2 separate regions of the Mus musculus genome follow, and region 1 is linked to region 2. A link is a contact called in public promoter capture Hi-C data. All regions are on one chromosome and are shown on one strand. Each heading gives the region's core, a stretch centred on a gene start, on an enhancer-like site or on the middle of the called end of the contact. The rest is flanking DNA. Distances are from core to core; before and after follow the strand shown. Region 1 holds the start of A630019I02Rik (RIKEN cDNA A630019I02 gene). Region 2 holds the start of Thbs4 (thrombospondin 4).

Region 1 (4,407 bases), core at 1,831-4,330, 300 kb before region 2:
GGAACGGTACAATACAAAATAAAGATGTTCAATTCAGTTAAAGAAGAGTTAATTCCTCTACAATTTTATGGGACGTTGCCAAAAGGTTATGTAATTAAGGAAATACATTACAGGAGAGGAAAAGATTCATCTATTAGTCTAGAGCCGGATTTGAGCAATGGTGGTTCTAATATAGTTCCCCAAAGGAAATTAGCCCAGAGCCCAGAAGAAGACAAAGTAAGAGAGCTTGCTCCACCCTGGAGAGGTGCCCTCTCCAAAGGGTCCAGGACCTCATTGTTTAGTCACGAAGAGCAAAAGAAAACGTATGCCGATTCCAATTTAAATGTTCCATCTTCAACAGAACACGCATTTCCCTCCAGTGCCAGAAATGATACAGCTGATCAAGAAGAAAATCTCAGCCTTCCACAAATGATGCCACAACAGCCAGCTGATGAATCAAAGACCCACAGAATGGAGCCACCAAGCATTCCAGCAACCATGGTCCTTGAAAGAGCAAAGGAAGAACTGGAACAGAATGCACAAGGAAAGGAAAGTTCAGAGGATGATGCTTCAGTCTTGACAGGCTCAGCCGATGATGTGCAACAGGAAGGCTTGGTTTCTGTCAACCATTCCATGCCATGGGAGGCAGAGAAGGAGTCTTTAGAGACAGGACCACCAAGACCAGCGCCAGCCATCCAAGAAAAGTTTGAGCCAGACATGGAAGGGCTAGAGCCGATTTCAACAGAAAAAACAGAACAAGCGTCTGAATACGTGACCTCATCTGAGCCCATAGTCCACAGAGAGGAGGAGCATGCGCCTGAGCCCATAGTCCACAGAGAGGAGGAGCATGCGCCTGAGCCCATAGTCCACAGAGAGGAGGAGCATGCGCCTGAGCCCATAGTCCACAGAGAGGAGGAGCATGCGCCTGAATCCATAGTCCACAGAGAGGAGGAGCATGCGCCTGAGTCCATAGTTCAAAGAGAGGAGGAGCATGCGCCTGAGCCTGAGTCCATAGTCCACAGAGAGGAGGAGCATGCGCCTGGGCCTGTGCCCATAGTCCACAGAGAGGAGGAGCATGTGCCTGAGCTTGAGTCCATAGTCCACAGAGGGGAGGAGCATGCGCCTGAGCCCATAGTCCACAGAGATGAGGGGCATGCACCGGAGCCCATAGTCCACAGAGAGGAGGAGCATGTGCCTGAGCCCATAGTCCACAGAGATGAGGGGCATGCACCTGAGCCCATAGTTCACAGAGAGGAGGAGCATGTGCCTGAGCCTGAGTCCATAGTCCACAGAGAGGAGGAGCATGCGCCTGAACCCATGGTTCTTAGAAAGGCACAACTAGAGAGGGGAGTGGAAACTTCTACGCCAATCACGGATACCACTGAACCCGAAGATTCTAGTCTAGAAGAAGAGATCATAGAACTTGATTACCCGGAAAGTCCTTTAGCTTCTAAGGAGACTTCCCCATCGCCTTTGTCCCCTGAAGTAGAGCACAGAAAAGAGCCCATTCTACCAACACAGATGACATTCACACCTGAACGTATCACTTTGTCCGAGGAAGAAAGAGAAGAAAACGAGTCTGTTTCTACCGATTCTGCTTTTGTATCTGAGTATTCAGTCCTACAGGATTTGAACCATACACCAGAGAAGCTGGAAGTAGAGGCAGTTTCTGTATCTGATGTGAAATCTAGCAATGAACCTGCAGTCTTTTCAGAGGACGACGAGGAACGTGAGTCTTATTCCCCAGCTATGACCTCTGTATCTGAGCAGTCTCTTTCTCCATCCACCACTGAGAAGACATCTGCCATCCAGTCCCCACTCTTTTCAACAGTTTCACCAGTCCTGTCTGGAGATGAGGCCTCAGAGAGCGTGTGTCACTCACCAGAATCTGAATCTGCGGCTGAGTATTCTGTTCCAGCACATGCGCAAGAGTTGCTGTTGAAAACAGGTGACCACAAGCTCCCATTAAAGTCCCAACGTGTTTCTGAGCCCATCATTCAGGCAGAAGATGAGAAAGAAGATATTGGGCTACTTCCCCCAGCAGCACTGAGCCAGGCAGTTCTATCGGAAGATGAGAGTCTAGGAAGTGGAAGTTTCGCATCAGATTCAAAGCTGCCATTTAAACCCTCGGTTTCACAAAATGCAACACGGGAATCCCCCCAAAAAACAATAGATGACATGCCCCAATTCAAACCAAGAGGCCTTTCTGATCCTGCAACCCTGTTAGAAGAAGAAAAGGAAGCCATTGGAGTTGGGCTATCTTCATCCAATGAGGTCTCTGCAGTGGAATGCGCTCTCCCCCCACAAACCACTGAGCTGCTTTCTGAAAGCCATGCCCCACCTCCCTGGGCCATCTCATCCGAACAAGTGGTCCAATCAGAAGAAGGGAGCAGAGACCAGCAGCGGGGCTCATTCTCTTCCACACCAGAGCTTGGCCACACATCTCCTCTGCTTCTAAAGGGTGCCTCCTCACCCACAGGTCTATCAGAGCAAGGGCAGGAAGAGGACAATATTGGGCCCCTTTCCCCTGATTCTGCATTTGCGTCAGAATTCTCATTCTCACCCTATCCGACTCAGGAACTAGAGAAGAGAGAGCTGGGGCGGGATTCTCCACTGTGCTTAACGTCCCCCTCTGAGCAGACTGTTCTGTCTGATGAGGACACGGAAGAGGCTGACCTCTTTTCTCCGGATTCAGCATCACAGGTGTCAATCCCACCATACCGAATCGCAGAAACAGAGCAAAACAAGGTCGAGCCAGACGAATTACTACCTAGGAGGTCTGCTCCAGACTATCCCTACTTCTCAGAGGCAGATGAAGAAGAGGCGGGGTCCTCAGTGGTCACGCCTGTGCCTGAGCATTCTGAGCCATCGCAGGAGCGGGAGGAGTCTTCCCCTTGTAGGCCTGTGTTCGAAGATCTGAGCCTGCTACCTTCGGCAGATAAGACCGGCCAAGCAGAAACTATGTCAGATGTTCCAACAATTTCAACCTCTGTGTCTGAATATCTCATCCTGGCACAGCAGGAGAAAACTCAGGCATCTTTGGAGCCTGAGGCTGAAGATTTGGTACCACCACCAACCAGTGGATGGGAGAAGAGAGATGCAAAGAGTAGTCTGCCAGCAGTTACAATAGCAGCTTCCTCTTCTGCACTCTCATCAGTGGTAAAGGAAGAAACCACATCCGTTTTGCCCACCTCTCAGCCCTCAGTTTCACCCGAGTCAACCTGTGTGCTTAAGCCAGAGCAGGAGCCCACAGCACCTCTCACTCTAACAAGTGCAGATGAACAGATGGCTTTGCCCAGAGTCGGAAGGGAAAAAGCTGTGCTGGATTCTCAAGAAGCGACAGCACACAAATCGCAGGATCAGACACCAGAGCCTCGGCTCCCAAATGTTCCAGGGTCTGGGATGAAATATTCAGTTTTGTCTGACTTGGGAGATGAGCCAAAGGCGGATGTCAAACTCAATTTAGCTCCAACTGTGACTTCTGAACTAGAACAGAGAATGTTGTCAAAGAATGAGCCTGAAGTGGCAAAACCACACTCACCTCCAGAGGAAACATCTATTTCTGGACCTAAGGTTTTATCTGCAGTGAAAACGGAAGTGAAACAGGAGTCCAAAATAACCAGGGAACTTCCTGCGGCTTCATCGGGGAGAGAGAGGGGAGCAGAACACAGTCCACCTGCACCACCTGCACTTCCAGCATTGATGGAAGAGATGGGGAAAGACACAGAAGCCAGCTCTTCTGCCACCACAGTGCCAGTAACTAAGCTTGATTCAAATTCAACTAAATTAGGCAGGGATGAAGTCCTGACAGATCCATCTCTTGCCAGCCCTGTGGAACACCCAGGCTTAAAGGGAGTAGGGAAGAGCGAGTTAGGCAGTGGTTTGCCTTTGCCCAGCATGTCTACCTCAGAGGTGTTAAGGCCTGAACCCAAACTTCCTGTCAACTCAGGGGTTGAGGTAGAGAGAGAAGACAACGAGCCACCTCCATTGCAAGTGTCACCCACATCCAAACCCACGGTGCCAAATGACAAACACGAGGAGATAACAAGGTCTCCTGATTCTGAAAATGTAGTTTCAGATGATTTAGCTCCAACATTACTGGCCCTCAGACATGAGATGAACAGGCAAGCAGAGGAGACATCTTCTCCAGTGCCGGGGAGTTTCCTGTCAGGAGAGCAAGAGCTTATAAAGCTCCCCCCAGAGCCTGAGAAGCACAAACAGTTATCAGAAGTACCAACTGCTGGGTCAGAACTCATTGATAGTAGAGATAGAGATAGATCCTTAGGTATAGAACCAGTAAAACCCATCGGAACGGAACCAGGGCCTTCTATCTTAGAAAAGGGCCCCGCTGAGCTTCAGAGAAGAGGAAAAGAACAAGAAGAAAACAGGAAGCTTCCTGTGCCTGCCTCAGCTCCATTAGAGACTGCT
Region 2 (4,330 bases), core at 803-3,302:
GATATAAGCTAGGTCTATGGTGGATCCGATCTACAGGATCACACTGAAGGTACAGTCATTGGATCAGAGAGACGGAAACACTCTTGTCTCTCTCTCCTACCTGCTTGGTGCTCTTTTGTGTCCCACTTTATGCAGACTCCTGGCCTGCCTACGGAGGAATGGCATTTGGTCTGTGAGGGAACAGCGACATCTGACCCACTGACCAAAACCTCCCAGAACAGTCACTGAGGGAGTGGTCCCAGTCTGTGTCAGAGAAAGCTGTGGTGTGAGGCAGTATAACAATTGTTCCCTTTGCGTTTTGGGGGGCCAGGGCCAGGGTATCATTATATAACACATGCTAGCCTTGAATTCACTTCGTAGTCCAGGCTGACTTCTAACTCATGATTCCCCTGCCTCTGTGAAGCCCTCTGAGTCCTGGTGATTGCATCTACATACCATTACAAGCTTTGTTACTTGTAGTTTTATAGCTTGGGTGTCCTGTAGTCACCTAAATTTGTGTGTGTTTCTATGTGTGTGTGTGTGCGCGTGTGTGCGCGCGCGCGTGTGTGTGTGTGTGTGTGTGTGTGTGTGTGTGTGTGTGTGTGTGTGTGTGTGTGTAACCTCCTGAAGAAGATTCTAATGCACTCATCCAGCTAAATGTTGGCTTTTAAACGTGTAAATATTCATACACTCTACACTCGCTTCAAGGAAAACTTACTCTGAGCGAGTTGTACGGAGCATTTAAAGGCAGAGCTGTTCTGTCTAAAGGCAGAGCTCTTCTGTCTAAAGCATAGGCTAGAGCCCTCCACCCCTCTAACCTTGAGACTCAGTTCGGAAACCTGGAGAAAATATTCCAAAGTCTGATCCATCTCATTATTGCATAGGGACGCATACCTGCCCCTTTTGTGTGTTTTCAGTTCTAACTGATAGGCATATGGTGACCCATTCTGCCTAATGCACTAGATAAAACAACATTACAGAATGCCCAGAGAGGCCTTTATTAGACACCAAAGAGAAGATTGCTGAGAGGACAGCTCAGATCTTCGACTTATTAGCTGTAAACACAATCAGGAGTGGAGAGGGATTGGAGATAGAATGGTGGGTTAACCACCCAGCTGGTGGTAGATAGCTTCTACAAATGGAATGCTTTGAGAATACAGATGAGATAGGTCTAGAAATCCTCTGAAGCCCTCTGCACTGGTGGGGATTGTTACACAGGGAATATTTTTACTGCCGCTTTTCAAATGTTTTTCCCTTTAGTTAATCCATGACACCCTCTGAGGGCTCTGCCTGGGAGGAAGAGGGGCCACTCCAGTGCCCCTGCTTTGTCTTCCTAACCCCATAGCTTCAAACTGAACCTTTAGAAAGTGTTGTGCTGCCCAAGGTGGGTGCACAGCCCTTTTGCAAACTGGCCTGAAGTAAATCATCCATGAGACTCAGTATCTCCATCTCTGCCTAACTGTCTGCGTGGATACCTTGCGACATTTTTATTTCCAACACCCCCGCATTAAATAAATAAATAAATAAATAAATAAATAAATAAATCAATCCTTTCCACTTATCACTCTTTCTGTCTCAAAACTTGGTGGAAAAAAAAAAATTCATCATTTCAATTGTTCAAGGAAAGCTTGTAGAAATACACAAATCCTGTGGGGGAATCAGCAGTCAAGACCAGTTGGGAAAGCAATTAAAGTATTTAGAGACACGTCCAAGTGATGTTTCTCTAAATAACATAAAAAGTAAGAGGGAAAAGCATAGAGGTGCTCAAGGCTAGGGGACCAGAAGAGGCCTCCTCCGCTGTGGCCCTCTCTGCCCAACCTCTGTCCCTTCCTCAGCACACTTCTGTGTCTGCCCACCCCTTCCCACTGTCCACCTCATTCCATTCCGTCTGGTCTCCACACCAGCGTTTCCCTCGGTGGCCCACGCTCCCGGTTCCCGCCGTCCCCGCTCTTCCTGGCAAATGGGGGATCCTGGCCAAGGGGGCCGCCCTGACTCGGTCCTCCCCCGCACCCTCCCCCCCCCCGCCCCCCGGGCGGCTGGACCATAAAGCGCGGGCTGCGGCCGCGGAGCCCAGCAGCCAGCGCCCCTCCGACGGCTGCGCACTGCCCTGCCCGCCACCTGCGCGCTCACTGCCCGAGGCCAGCAAACAGCGCCCTACGCCGGCAAAGCCACGCCACATTGTCGCCTGCACAGCCCTCAGGGAGCAGAAGAGTCACCATGCCGGCCCCACGCGCGGCCGCGGCCGCCTTCCTCCTGCTGCACCTGGTCCTGCAGCCGTGGCAGCGGACGAGCGCCCAGGCCACACCCCAGGGTAAGTGGCTTCCTTTGGTCCCCTTTGCATCCAGCTAACTGTTGCTGTCCTGAGATCACCTAGAGGGGCCAGTTTTGCACTGCTCTGCCTGGGCTCCTGAGGCCTTGCCATGCACCTCTCTGTTCCTCCGGGACCAGAATGGAAGTACATCGTTATTGAAAGTGATGAGGAAAGTCTAGAATTTTCTCCAATTCCTTTACCCAACCACAGGACCAATTCCTTAAACTATAGTTTGGAGGGGGGTGCAAACTAGTTTTCATCATTCACTGTAGAATGTGCCACAGGGTCATTGGTCCTCTGGCAGGGGTTGAAATCCTGGTTGTCTGAAGACCAGTGTCTGTTCCCTCCAGTCCCTTCTCTCAGGGAAGCCCTGGCACCAAGTGGCACCACCCGTGAGCAATGCTGCTTTGCTCCACCCGCCTTCCGTGCTTCTTACAATCAAAGGTTAGCTCCCCCCCTCCCCCGGACTCAGTGTGGTTACTTGAGACTCTTTAGAAATCGATCTTTTTCTGTGAAGAGGCAAAAAAAAAAAAAAAAAAAAAAAATTCAATATTTGACAGGGAGTTGAAATAATTTTCAGGTAGAAAGCACTTACGGCTAAGCAAAATTTCGTATAAAGACCACAAGGAAGCAATTACTACAGCCAGGAAGGATCTCGGGGCTCGGGCAGGCTGTGCACATTGGCCTTCCTCGTGACACTGGGCACCTGGATTGGTTTACTATGGACGAGAATGAGGAAAGCCAGAAGCAGCACAGGAGGAGAAAAAGGTTTCCTTCCCGAGGCTGAGCAAAGCACGCTGAGCAGGCAGTCTGTGTTCCCTTCATGCCACCACAGTGGCCACCCACTGCACCCAACAGTCCAGAGGTTATTTTCTGTTATATAATATCTTCTGTTATATAAATTCTTGACATTGGAGCACACAACTTAGTGGTGTAGGTTAGGTTTGGATTCTACTTCTTTAGACCAGACAGTGAAGACTTGCATTCAAGTGATATAACCTAACTTATCCTGTTAACTTAGTTTCTGCAGACAATCTGATTAAGTCAGGTGTCTGGCAGATTCTTTTATAGAATTATCAAGTCGGCAATCAGCAGCTCAACTGATTTAATTCACTTATCTCCTTCTCCCTCTGGGCCAGGCTGCTAGCCCTGAATGAGCAGGTATTCAATCCCCGTGCTCATCGGTAGCAGTAATTTCACCTCTAACACTAGAGGCTCATTGCTCAGATCCTGGTACTTCTACTGAACTGTAATAGCGTTAGGTAGCATCTTATTTCCTCCTCAAAACACTCTCTAAAGTCATTGCTCACTTACCCAAGCTCAGACTCAAGAGCAGCAAATGAATCAAACGGGGAGCCAGGCAGACTGAAGCTCTCATGGAGAGCCAGCAAGATCACAGGCCGGATCGAAGTTGGAGCCGGCATGAAGCATCAGGAGTCAGTTCAGAAGACAGTTCTCAGACTCTGAATTTATGTCTGTCTCCTGGAGGTGCCTTATCTAGAACGGAGTTTTCAAGCACAACACTTTATCCAACCTTATCCCCCATTGGTGGGAATGATACATTTTCAATTCTTTAGAAATTATAAACCCGTTTTTGTAGCTTGAGGATGTGGGGCACTAGAAGGATAGGTGAGATGTTTTGCTTTTCAACTCAGCTAGTATTAAAGTCGCTATTATGTGAGGGCTTCTAGGGGGAAAGAAACAGCAGAGAAATAAATTATCTGTTTAAAAAAGTAGACATTCTCAAGTAACTACGGTTTTTCCTGTTTGCCTTAAATTTTTATTCAGTTTTTAGTAGAAAGCAACACTTGTTCATTGTAAAAACCAAACCTAACCAGAATTGCCAGAAAATAAACAACAACAAAAAAGTCTTATACAACCTAGAAATAGCTACTGTTAATATAAAGATGTTATTGAATCAACTTTTGTTTCAAATCTTTGTCTAAACAAATAAATCACTAAAGACAGCAAGTTATACGTATACATAACTTTGTAACTTTTTATAACTTTATCATGAACAAAAATGTTCTGTATGAAATT

What was found. Promoter capture Hi-C pulls out the DNA fragments that hold promoters and counts their contacts.
Region 1: a promoter capture Hi-C map of pre-B cells shows a contact between it and region 2, with 5 times the contacts expected there. The contact joins the promoter of A630019I02Rik here to the promoter of Thbs4 in region 2. A contact is called at or near these places in 14 of 39 promoter capture datasets (the 3T3-L1 cell line, 3T3-L1-derived adipocytes, HPC-7-derived erythroid cells and 9 more).

The regions. Positions count from the first base shown.
Region 1 is chr13:93,093,506-93,097,912 of GRCm38.p6, reverse strand. It overlaps A630019I02Rik (RIKEN cDNA A630019I02 gene), which reads right to left and starts at 3,080. Exons shown (of 4, transcript NR_046182.1): 1 at 2,750-3,080; 2 at 2,174-2,199; 3 at 1,862-2,058; 4 at 1-1,380. Cmya5 (cardiomyopathy associated 5) reads left to right here. Exons shown (of 13, transcript NM_023821.3): 2 at 1-4,407.
Region 2 is chr13:92,792,540-92,796,869 of GRCm38.p6, reverse strand. It overlaps Thbs4 (thrombospondin 4), which reads left to right and starts at 2,052. Exons shown (of 22, transcript NM_011582.3): 1 at 2,052-2,290. The coding sequence starts at 2,197.